Linked DNA regions of Mus musculus: region 1 is linked to region 2. A link is a contact called in public Hi-C data. All regions are on one chromosome and are shown on one strand. Each heading gives the region's core, a stretch centred on a gene start, on an enhancer-like site or on the middle of the called end of the contact. The rest is flanking DNA. Distances are from core to core; before and after follow the strand shown.

Evidence for each region. Hi-C and Micro-C count contacts between places; a contact is called where the count stands out from the background.
Region 1: a Hi-C map of bone marrow-derived macrophages shows a contact between it and region 2, with 38 read pairs. The contact joins two enhancer-like sites. A contact is called at or near these places in 1 of 15 datasets of contacts at CTCF or cohesin (the NIH/3T3 cell line), 9 of 484 Hi-C or Micro-C datasets (the G1E-ER4 cell line, bone marrow-derived macrophages, embryonic stem cells and 3 more), 1 of 115 datasets of contacts at active chromatin or transcription factors (cardiomyocytes) and 2 of 9 other capture datasets (adipose tissue and liver).

The regions. Positions count from the first base shown.
Region 1 is chr3:69,558,240-69,564,100 of GRCm38.p6, reverse strand. It overlaps a transcript of Ppm1l not described here. Among named protein-coding and RNA genes, the nearest start is that of B3galnt1, 38 kb to the left of the region's middle. Within about 2 kb of position 4,005, at least 23 of the 459 cell types and tissues checked have an H3K27ac peak or open chromatin away from gene starts, as enhancers often do. A contact at or near this core is called in adipose tissue and bone marrow-derived macrophages, where this site is marked.
Region 2 is chr3:69,695,935-69,701,304 of GRCm38.p6, reverse strand. No RefSeq gene overlaps it. Among named protein-coding and RNA genes, the nearest start is that of Nmd3, 23 kb to the left of the region's middle. Within about 2 kb of position 1,819, at least 45 of the 459 cell types and tissues checked have an H3K27ac peak or open chromatin away from gene starts, as enhancers often do. A contact at or near this core is called in adipose tissue and bone marrow-derived macrophages, where this site is marked.

The DNA.
Region 1 (5,861 bases), core at 2,756-5,255, 140 kb after region 2:
TGTTCATGGGGTCCACTGGAGCCAGGCTGAGCCAGACCCAGACTGCCATCTTGGGGGCTGGGACCTGACAGTGGACATGACCGGTACAAGTGTGTGCCTGCCTTCCATCATCTCAATGATTTTCGTTGGCTGCTTTAAGGCACAGGTTTCCAACCTTGGCACTCCTGGCATTTTGGAGAGACGATTGTGTGCTTTCCTTGTATTGAGCTACCTTGTGGCTTTCTGTATTCTCAGAATCTAGATTTTCATGTCTTTGGCTTATAGAATCTGGAACAATTCTGACAATTGTCTAATATGTATCTTAATTTATGGTTCCCCACAAATCTCTAATGTTCTGCTAATGTTCCTCCAGTGACTTTGTCTTTTCTTCAGACAAGAGACTTTGTACTGATGATGTTCACCCTCAGGTTCTAACCCCTCCGAGATTGCCATCCGGGCTCAGGCTGGACCCTGACCCCGTAAACACCCAGCCCTCCTCAGAAACCTTGGAAAGTTTCTGTTTGCCAGGGAAAGCCATTTTATCTGGCTCTCACTGCCCTCCAGTGTCCAGAAAGAGCTTTCCCTGTGAACTCAAACAAGAAGCGCCCCCCCCCCCCCCCCCGGACAGATCAGAGCCCCATGCTGGTTCCCGGGCTGTCCCAGCAGGCCTGGCCTACTCCCACTGCAGCATAACCCATACAACTGGCAGGTCTCCCGCCATTTTTGCCAACTTCTCTGCTCCAGTCTCTTTTTCTCCCAGCAGATTTGTCTCAGCTCCTCTTCATCTCCAAGAAGTAGCTATGGCAGACTCCCTTACCGCGGAGTGCTTTGATGATGGTTTCTTTGCCGCATCCCTTGCTTAAATTCATGGCTGCTGCTTTATTCATTTCTTTGTTCTAATAAACAGAGCAAGTATAATTTTAAATTTACCTTCTATTTCTGCATTTATTATTGTCTTAGTCAGGGTTTCTACTGCTGTGAAGAGACACCATGGCCAAGGCAACTCTTATAAAGGACAACATTTAATTGGGGCTGGCTTACAGGTTCTGAGGTTCAGTCCATTATCATCAAGGTGGGAGCATGGCAGCATCCAGATAGATTTGGGGCTGTAGGAGCCAAAAGTTCTATATCTTGTTCCAAAGGCAAACGGGAGGAAACTGCTGTCTTCCAGGCAGTTAGTTAGGAGGGTCTCAAAGCTCAACCCCCACAGTGACACACTTTCTCCAACAAGGCCACACCTCCTAATAGTGCCACTCTCTGGGCCAAGCACATTCAAAGCACCACAATTATATTTTATATTCCAACATTTTAATTTTGTTTGTTTGAGGCTGGGTTTCTCTATGCAACCTATCTGTCCTGGACCTTGTTACATAGACCAGGCTGGCTTCAAACCCACAGAGATATGCTGCTCTGCCTCCTGAGTGATAGGATTAAAGGCATATGTTACAACAGACAGTTGTTAATTTGTAATGGTCCATCTCTGTGCTGATATTTTGTTTTCTCATTAGGACCTGCTTTTTAACTCTCCAAATACATTTGCAGCTATTCTGAGATCTTCAAAGTGCACCTTGTAGGTGCTGGGGATTGGTTGTTCCTGGTTCCTGTGTTTCTTCACTATCACTCACATTCTCTTCTTTACATGTGATGATTTGTTGATGTTCATTGTCATGAACCATGGGAGTGAAGTTATAGACACATAACTACTGGGGACTGCTTTCTTCCTCTGAGTAGTTTTCAGGTTTTAGCTCTAGGCAGTAGCTCAGTCATTCGATGATTATCTTGAGCTTGGATGTTTTCTGTGTGTTTTGACATAATGGAGAGTTTTAAGGGTTACTTATGCCAACCAGTGGAAGCCTAGAGATTTCCCAAATTTCTTGGACTTGCTAGGATTCAACTTTTAAAACGTTGTCTCTTTTGTAGCTCTTCTCAGAGGTTAGTCTGAAGCACATGTAGACCAAGTCTGCAGTGGGCCCTAGCTTAGAGGGTGGTCCATGTTTCTGAAGCATGGTATCTAGAAATTAGCAATGGTTTAGAGCGGTCTCTCCACTGTATGTGATCAGAACCTGAGAATTCTTAGCAATGCTTGACCTCTCTGTGTCTCTCATGCTCTCAGCCCCATAGCAGCTACTTAAGCCTTCTGCGGCTTCGCCAACCCCCACCCTGTGCGGCAAAGCTGAAGACTCACAAGGGACGTGGCCTTTTGACCCCTGCTCCATTTCTGTAAATTCTAATCTCTGCTACCCTGGTCCACACAGACTGCCATCGCATCCTCTCCACTTGGACTCCAGCCTGCTGTCCTGAAGTGTGATGATCATGGGAGAGCTTGTGAGCCCTTCCTTCCTCCCAGGAAGGCTGCCTCAGACTTCCTAGAAACAGTTTCCTAGTGTATTTTGCTCAGTTTCCTAGTTGCTTACAGTCTTACCTTAGTGGGCAACCAGCAAGTCCATTGGAGTTGGATAAGAAAGCTTGTCAAATTTATTCCAACCCAAGTGACAAAGATATATCAGACTTTTCATTTGTTAGAAAAAAAAAATCCTCCTTAAAGTGATAGGCCAGGATTTAGGAATGCAGTTTCTATTGTGTAATATCTACTATTGAGAAGAGTTTGCCAGGTAGCTGATTTGCCTTGAATTTATGATTCTTCTGGCCAAATTTTTTGAGTGCCAGGATTACTAGTGTGAACTGATGTGTCTGCCTCATGTTTTTAATGAAAAAAAGAGGAAAGCGATCAGAGGCTGGCTACAATTTTATGCTCTATGTCCATAATATGTTATACTCAATTCTACAATCAGCAACTTAGTGGCTGAGATCTATTTAGACTCCAGGTTCTGTTCATATTTGAGCACTGAATCTCCAGAATCCTTAGAAACAGCATCACACATATGCACACAATGTCTGACAATGTCTGTTTCAGTGTTCCCATGCATCTTGTGAAAATCTTTGCAGATGGATATTCAGGTCTGTAATATTCTAGGTTGTGTCATGCCATGATGTCTAATCTGGATATATCTGTTACTGATATCACCCTTTTTTTTAAATCTAATATTGATCATTAAAGCTGTGTTAAGAATAAGCACTATGTTACATACATTTGTATGCATTGAAAAACTTGCTTTTTTTTTTTTTTTTTTTAAATCAGTGCCAGGCACTGATCCTGATCCAAACTGCCACCAGTTCCTCCCTCTGGCTTCGACTATGTTTAGGTGTCTTCCAGCTGTGATTTTCTGCCATCGGAGCAGAATCCCAAGCCATCAAAACTCAAAACCACGTGTCTTCCAAACAGACTTCAGAAGAGAAATGAGTTTAGTTCAAGGAAAAGAATAGTAGGAACATATAGTTTAATAGCTTTAATGGGTTTACTTTTTCTCTTTTAGCTGTTTATTTGTATACAACATAGAATTAGTGATTGCATGAACACAGCGGTCTCTACAACGCCAACTCTACCCAGCACATCAAAGGGACCAAATGACATGTCATGTACCTGCTCCGAGCTCTACCCAACCCCCTCTCGCAGCCTTGCACTTTCTCATGTCTCGTAGAGACAAGTATGGACAGTAGAAATGAAACGCCCTAAGTAGCGCCTAGTGCACAGAGGTTTCGGCAAGGTTCTGATCTACAGATGGGTTTTGGGGACTGACGTCAGAAAGCCTGGTTGACCTGTGAGTTCATCATTAAACATGTCAAGAGTTTTTAAACCTGGCTGATACATTATGGATCTTGGTATCTTCTGATAAACAACCTGTTCTGATGTTTTACGTAGGAAGGACCCGCTGCCAAGGGAAAGAATGTCGTGATGTCAAGTGGATTTAAGAAGAACTTACACAAAGCCAGCATGTCCAGTGATGGCTCAGGACAAGCTCAGAACCTCTGAGCTATGCTACCATTCACAGAAACTACTACTCAGCTATGACAGTGGTCCCTTCCTTCTTTCCCTTCCTCTTCCTCCTTTCTGTATTATGCCCCGCCCCTGGCCTTGATCGTATCAGAAACTAGTGAGGGTTCTTCTGTAAACGCTGACTCCGTATTCCTGTGAGGTGCTGTTCCGATGAGTAAGCCGATGAGTGTAACCCAGCGGGGCTCAATAGTGTAGGGAAGAAGATGGGGCTGGCAGAAGTTAAAAGCCACTGCTTCTTTGGTTTAAAAAAAATCCCATGGCTGATATTTAGTTTTCCCCCCCTCATACAGAAAATAGATTTTGCTATTCTTGTTCAAAGTACAAAACATGAATCATATGTTTAGAACTTGGAATGTGTAATGCTAAGAGACCATTTTTTGTTGTTAAAAAAATCTGACATTTAGTGTTTGCTTGCATTTGAAGTTAAGTAATTGTACTACTGAAATAGGCTAGCTTTCCAAATGACAAATTTGCTGTTCACATGGTCAGGAGATGGATGATAAACACTCCCAGTCCCGGGTTTGCTCTTGGGGCATTACGATTTATAGTCTCTTAGGACCAAAAATAGAAAAGAAACAAAACAAAACCCAACCACATAGTACAAGGTGACCTTTCCTTCTTGTCCTCTCTCTTTGGAGGACAGGAAACCTGGCTTCCACCAGACCACTGTCGAGGCCACGCATACCCACTGTCCCTGCCAGGCCGGGGACAACTTCAGGCATTCTTTCACTACCTTCTGTGAGGAGGCAGGACAGATGCTAAAAAGTGGTGCCATGCATTACCACAGTGTTCTATTTTAGACAATCCATTGTCAAAAAGATGCTCACATAGAAACAGGGATAAGCCCAACAGCCAAGGAACCTCGAGAGGGACAGCTGGACAGCCAGACAGGCAACATGTAAAAGCTAGTGACCAGCAATGTGAATCATCAGACTCTAACCAAATGCAGGTTCCATTGTCCCTCCGTTAGGGTGGCTCTGCCCCCTCATCCTGGCCCCTAGATGCTCTACATCCCAATGATGCAAGATAGTCCCAATCTCTTTCAAAAAGGCACAGTTTTAAAAGAACACGGTAGGAGTTAAGGACTTAGGAGCCCTCTACCACTCTGAAATGAAGTCCTGGCATCTTTCCAACTTTATAGTTTAAGGTAAAAGGATCTGGATGAAAGATAGACACTACTGGGTGCAGCCTTGGTGCCTGTCAGATAGTATTGTCTACTGTCCCATGGTTTAGATCTTCTCCACGGGACAAAAGCGCACTATTCTAAGCTGTCTCTATTTGTCCTTACATAGGTTGAGGCAAACTTAAAATTGACATGGGATTTCTATCAGGCTAATTAAAAATTATGAGAGCAGTGTGACTTTGTATTGCACAGTTGACATCTGTGGAACTGCCTGTTATCGAGCAGGCAGTCACTGCTTTCCTGTTGACAGCTGACATCTGGAAAATTACCAGCATGTGTAAACCATTTCATCTCCGTTAGTATCTTTCAAAAGTATAAAAAGGGACATTCCTTTGAAAATGCAAATGTTCTAAGAAAAGCCACATCCAGGGTTTGGGCAGGAAGAGAATAAGGTGGTGCCATGCAGAGGTGAGACCACACCCTCCCAGATTCCATTGGAAAAAAAGGGGGTTGGGACTCAATTTACAGCTTTCACTGTTGAAAATGAGGCTTCCTTTTTAAAGACTCAGTAAATGTCTTCAAGAATAGCACCTCCTGTCTCTACCATGCTTCCTACACGAGTCAGAAGTTACTAGCCAAAGCACATCTGCACAGGCATCTGGAAACCCACTTTCAGTTTCTCCGCACTTACCCACCATCACCCCAGTGCTGGACCAAGGCTTCTCCCTTTGCTTCTGTGGGAACGCACTTCAAATTATGAATGGGCTAATTAAATGGTCTGAAAGAATGCAAGCTCTCCCATTTAAACATCTGGATTGTCGGGAACGTCGTGATAATGTGTGGCAGACACAGATCCTCATGGGC
Region 2 (5,370 bases), core at 570-3,069:
AAATCTATGTCATCATAGTCAATAAAAGCCAAGAAAACTTTTCATATTTAGACAAAAGAAACCCATGATAAATAAAGATAGCATACTAGTTGAATCTAGTGGGATCTTGTGCTGGAAAGGGGAGGAGAACAGAGCTGTAGAAGGCATCATTGAACCAATTAGCAACATCAGAAAATAGATGGTAGAGTAGAAAAAAGGAATAGGATTGATGGGAAGTCTGCTGAAGTGGTTATCTGAAAGACTCAACCCTGTTCTTAGTAAATACGACTCAACACTGTTTTTAGTAACTACCAACTAGATTATTAGGGTAAAATTATTAAATACGGTAGGGATAGAAAACAGTTCACAAACTATGTGTGCATTCTTCATATATATATATATATATATATATACATATATATAATATTCATTTATATATGTATATGTATACATATATATATATATATACATATATATAATATTCATTTATATATGTATATGTATACATATATATATATATATATATATATATATATATATATGCGAGTGCACATACATGAATATAAAGAGTCCAGTTATACCCCCTGATCATGCCCCATCTCATCTAATCTTAGAAGTTAGGCTGGGCTGGGTCTGAACTGAAGGTGGACAGGAGTGAGGGAGGGGAGCAGGAGAAACCACAGCTGTTGGGGTTCAGAAAATGGTGCCTAACAGTACAGCTCTTGCCACTGTGAAGGCTTGCAACCAGCGTCTAATCTGATCTTCTCCTATCCTGCCCGCATCTCTTGCATCTTTTCCTTTCCCCAGCATAAGAGTATGCTTCCCCCAAGGTTTCCACAGCTACTTAAATGTTGTATCTCCCACAAGAATAATTTACAAGGAGACCGGAGCTGGCAACACACTGTCTGCGACCTAGGTGACCTTTGTCTAGGACCATTGTCTATTTTTCAGTTCTGCTTACCTCCTTTAAAAACCAGCCCCCCCCCCTCTCTACAATTGCCTACAAACCTCATGGCTCTGTTCCTTGTATGTTTAAGCTTTAACCACCTGGGCTATCTTTGAGTCTCCACAGTTTGACTATTGTACAATTGCAAATAAATGTACCTTTTCTCCCACTAAGCTGCATATTGTACATTTGTTCTATGGGCTCAAGTCGTTAAGCCCCAGGGACTAGATTACTTTAAACTGAAAGCTTTTGAATTGCAGAGATGCAGAAAGAAGTCTAAGCTGATCTTTAGCTTTCTGGAGGTAGCTATTTCCCTAAAGTCAAATGCCCCATTACTCAAGCTTTCTCTCAACTTCCTCGAAGGGCGTTTCTTGATTTCTTTGGGGGAGGCACAAATTCAGCAGCTGTAAACCTCTCTCTAGGGGAGTTTCCAAATCAGAAGGGAAACTGTGCATTTGCATCAGGCTGCAAGAAGCCGCTAGAACTGTGCAGACCTGCCCACTAAAGTGCAATAAATGCCATCTTTGCTCCAACTGTCGGCTGTGTATTTCCAGGCACATAAATAAAACAACCTGTCTTTGCTTCTGTTAATCACCAGGCAGGTATTCTTCAGGGCCAATTCACTAAGGTTAAATTCTCTCTCTATCTCCCTCTTTTTGTCTGTCTCTGTTTCTCTGTTTCTCTGTCTCTGTCTCTGTCTCTGTCTCTGTCTCTGTCTCTGTCTCTCTCTCTCTCTCTCTCTCTGTGTGTGTGTGTGTGTGTGTGTGTGTGTTGTAGGTGGGGAAATGATCACATTTCTCCTTTTCTTCTCTGCAAAAGTTGCAGGCTGTACTTATCTGATTAAGACCGCTACTGCATTATTAGGTAACTAAATATTGTGAGATCACTGTTAGACACACAGTCTACTGCTGACTGAAACATCATTATGTGTGTGCATGACTGGACTCACAGCCCAAGACACAAGATGTTTACTGATATTTTAAGGAAGACCAAGAAAAGAATGGGTCCTATCTAGCCCCTGGTGGGATTCACTTATATTTAAGAAGCTGGAGCAGGGGTGACGGTCATCTCTGTTTCCCAGGACCTTTCAAAGGGAAAAGGACAGATGTTTTGTAGCAGCTGAGGACTTCGTCTTTGGTCTGAGGTCAGCTCTTTGAGCAGACTAAGGCTGGTAAGACAATATCAGAAATTGCAGAAATGTGAAAGACCTTTTGCAATTCTATCACACCTTCAGAACCCCGATCTCTCAAGAGTAAATTGTGGCCTTTGTCTTTAAGAATGCCCTTCCCGGGGGCTGATGAGATGGCTCAGTGGTTAAGAGCGATGACTGCTCTTCCAAAGATCCTGAGTTCAAATCCCAGCAACCACATGGTGGCTCACAACCATCCGTAACAAAATCTGATGTTCTCTTCTGGAGTGTCTGAAGACAGCTACAGTGTACCTACATATAATAAATAAATAAATGTTTTTTAAAAAAGAGTGCCCTTCCCTATAAAATCCAGACACTTTGGTTATTCGCTCTTTGTGTGTGTGTGTGTGTGCTTTTGGCCTCTTGACTCCTGCACCTGCTTTACCCCTCACCCCTTTCCCTTCCCTCCCCTTCTCCTCACATGGCCCAGTTCAGCCTGGTCATATCCACATTGGAATTTCCCAGATATGTCTGCCTCTGGCTATGTCTCCCTTTTATCTAGAATAACCTTTTCTCTACCATACTTAGGAGTGATAGAACCTAGTGGGGAAACCCCCACTCAATTCCTGATTCAGCTTGAACCCAAAAAAAATCACGAAGGACCATCTTGATGTAATTACATGAGGTCGTTTAATGACGGAGCTCCGGGCCGACATGCATCCCACACAGGAGATAACGGATGTCAGCTACGAGGCTAGAAAGCTAGGGGTTTTTATGGGGTAAGGGGCTTAGGGGTGTGGAATTCAGCATAGCAACACACTATTGACTTATTCAAACATCTAAGTTTTCTAGTTTTCCTGACTCTTGTGGCCAGCATTTCATTTCTCTTATCTCTTTTTAATTTCCTGGCTCCCTGTTTCTTACTGATCATTTCTAAGTGCTAGCATTATTAGCATGTGCCACTTTGCTAGGTTCTAGTCTCTGTCATTTACCTCTCTTTGCTCCTGTTTCCTAACTGTAATGGAGATCTCACGCAATGTTCTCTCTCTCTCTCTCTCTCTCTCTCTCTCTCTCTCTCTCTCTCTCTATATATATATATATATATATATATATATATATATATATATCTTTTTGTTCCTCTTCCTCCTCCTTGTCTTTGCTTCTTTGGATATTATCTAATTATCACATCTATATCCTGTCACTTATCTTCTCTTATAGTTCACCTTTACCCTGGTTTATCCTTCTGTCTCACTGCACATCTCTGATTCTGACTCTGGTCTCTGTCTTTGTCAGCCTCATGTTTCCTCAACTCTTCTTCCTGCCTGTCTCTTACTTACTGGTTCTTCCTCTAAATATTTCTCATTCAGAGTATCTCTCTCATCTCAGACCCCTCTAATCTCCTTCATCTCTATTTTTACTTCTCCTCACTGTTAACCTCTCTATTTGCCACTGTCATCCATCTCTCCTGAGTCTTCTGAAGCTTTGCTCTTCTTTGTAGACCTCTATTCTTCCTTTGTTTCTCCTCCTCTGCACTTTCTTATCGACTTACGCTAACTTTCTTACAGACTTATACTGTCCTTCTCTTTACTTCTGTAACTTCCTGTTACCTTGGTCAGATTGTTGGGGCACTTTCTAGTCCCACAGAGACAAGACCCCCATCAGAGCCTGGCAGTTAGACTCGCAGGTGCTCCTTACCTTGGACAGAAGCCCCAAGTGGGCGGCTGCCTCCCTCACTGGAGCTTGGAACAGACTCACTGCCAGCAGCTCAGGGCAGTGCCGCCTGAGAAGAGAAAACTCGTGGGGCAGAGAAGGGAGCACAGCTCTCACAGCTGGCTGTTAACAAGAGACCGGATGCAGGGGCCAGGGGAATGAGAAGCTACCAGAGAACCTGCAGTGCTCTTGGCTGGCTACTTCCACAGCCTCCTCTTCTTTTTGTCTTCAGCAGCCACAACATCCAGGCCACTGACTTCTCAGGGACCACCCCTCTTTTGCTCCGGATTTCCGATCTCATTTCTCCCTAGGCTCCAGGTCCATGGACGGGACCACTGTGACCCGCTGGCTGCTCCCTGGAGTTGGAGTGGGAGGCAGGGCAGCTAAGGATCTGAAAGGAAGTGGTCAGCACAGGGATCTGACAGGATTCTTAGGCTTATTCCAGAGGGCATAACTCAAAAACAGTCGTCAGTCATTAGTCCATGTCCGAACACATAGAGACACACAAGACACACACAGAAATCGTTTTCAGGCAACCACCATAGAATCACAGTACCACAGACATGACAAACACAAGCAAGACCAATACAGGGCATCTTGCACGCGATTTCCAGAGAAGCTTACTGTCACTACGACCAACCCAAATGGACCTCTTTCCATGGGAAGGCCCTCAGAACCTGAGACCGGCCTTCTTGGGACCAAAACCAGACCTGAAACCAGACAAACCAAAAGCAAAACAGAATCAGAAGGTAGTATAATAGAGAACACACAAGTGAACAAGACAGACAGACACACAGACATACAGACAGACAGGCAGAGAGGGATTCCACTTTACCTCTGATGTATGATTTCTGTGTCCCATGAAGAAAACCACAAACAAAAACAAGATAGCAACAGAGAAAAAGACACCAGTATATCTAAGCACACTCATCTGCTCCCAGACTTGTACAACCAGCCAAAAGCTACGTCCTGACGGGGGTCAGATTCCACATCAACTCCCTTCTTGACAGGGTGGGATTCCACGTCCACTCCCACTCGGCAGAAAGAAGACCTGATCTCCCTCACTCTGCCAGAGGACAGCCAGTCCTTTCTGACTGTCCCTCACCCTGGGCACTTCCTCAAGTCACCCTTGGAATGTCTTCCAAGGTTGCAGCCCGTGGGGGCCTTAGAACGTCTTCCTCCAGCAGCCACTAGGTCCTTACGGTCCACAGTGGCAGCTGCCAGAGTACAATACAGAATACCAGAACTGAAAAACCAAGACCCAAGGTGGGACTCAAACCCACAATCTCAGAACTGAAAAACCAAGACACAAATTCAGCGGTGCCACACTTAGACACTTAGACAACAGACAACATACAAGACTCACACAAACAAACGTACCTCCAAGGGGTCTTTCGGAGTTCCTGGGTGTCACAAATATCTCGGTGGGACCTCCAAATGTTAGAACCTAGTGGGGAAACCCCCACTCAATTCCCAATTCAGCGTGCACCCAAAAAAAAAAAAATCACGAAGGACCATCTTGATGAAATTACATGAGGTTGTTTAATGACAGAGCTCTGGACCGACATGCATCCCACACAGGAGATAACAATGTCAGCCACGAGGC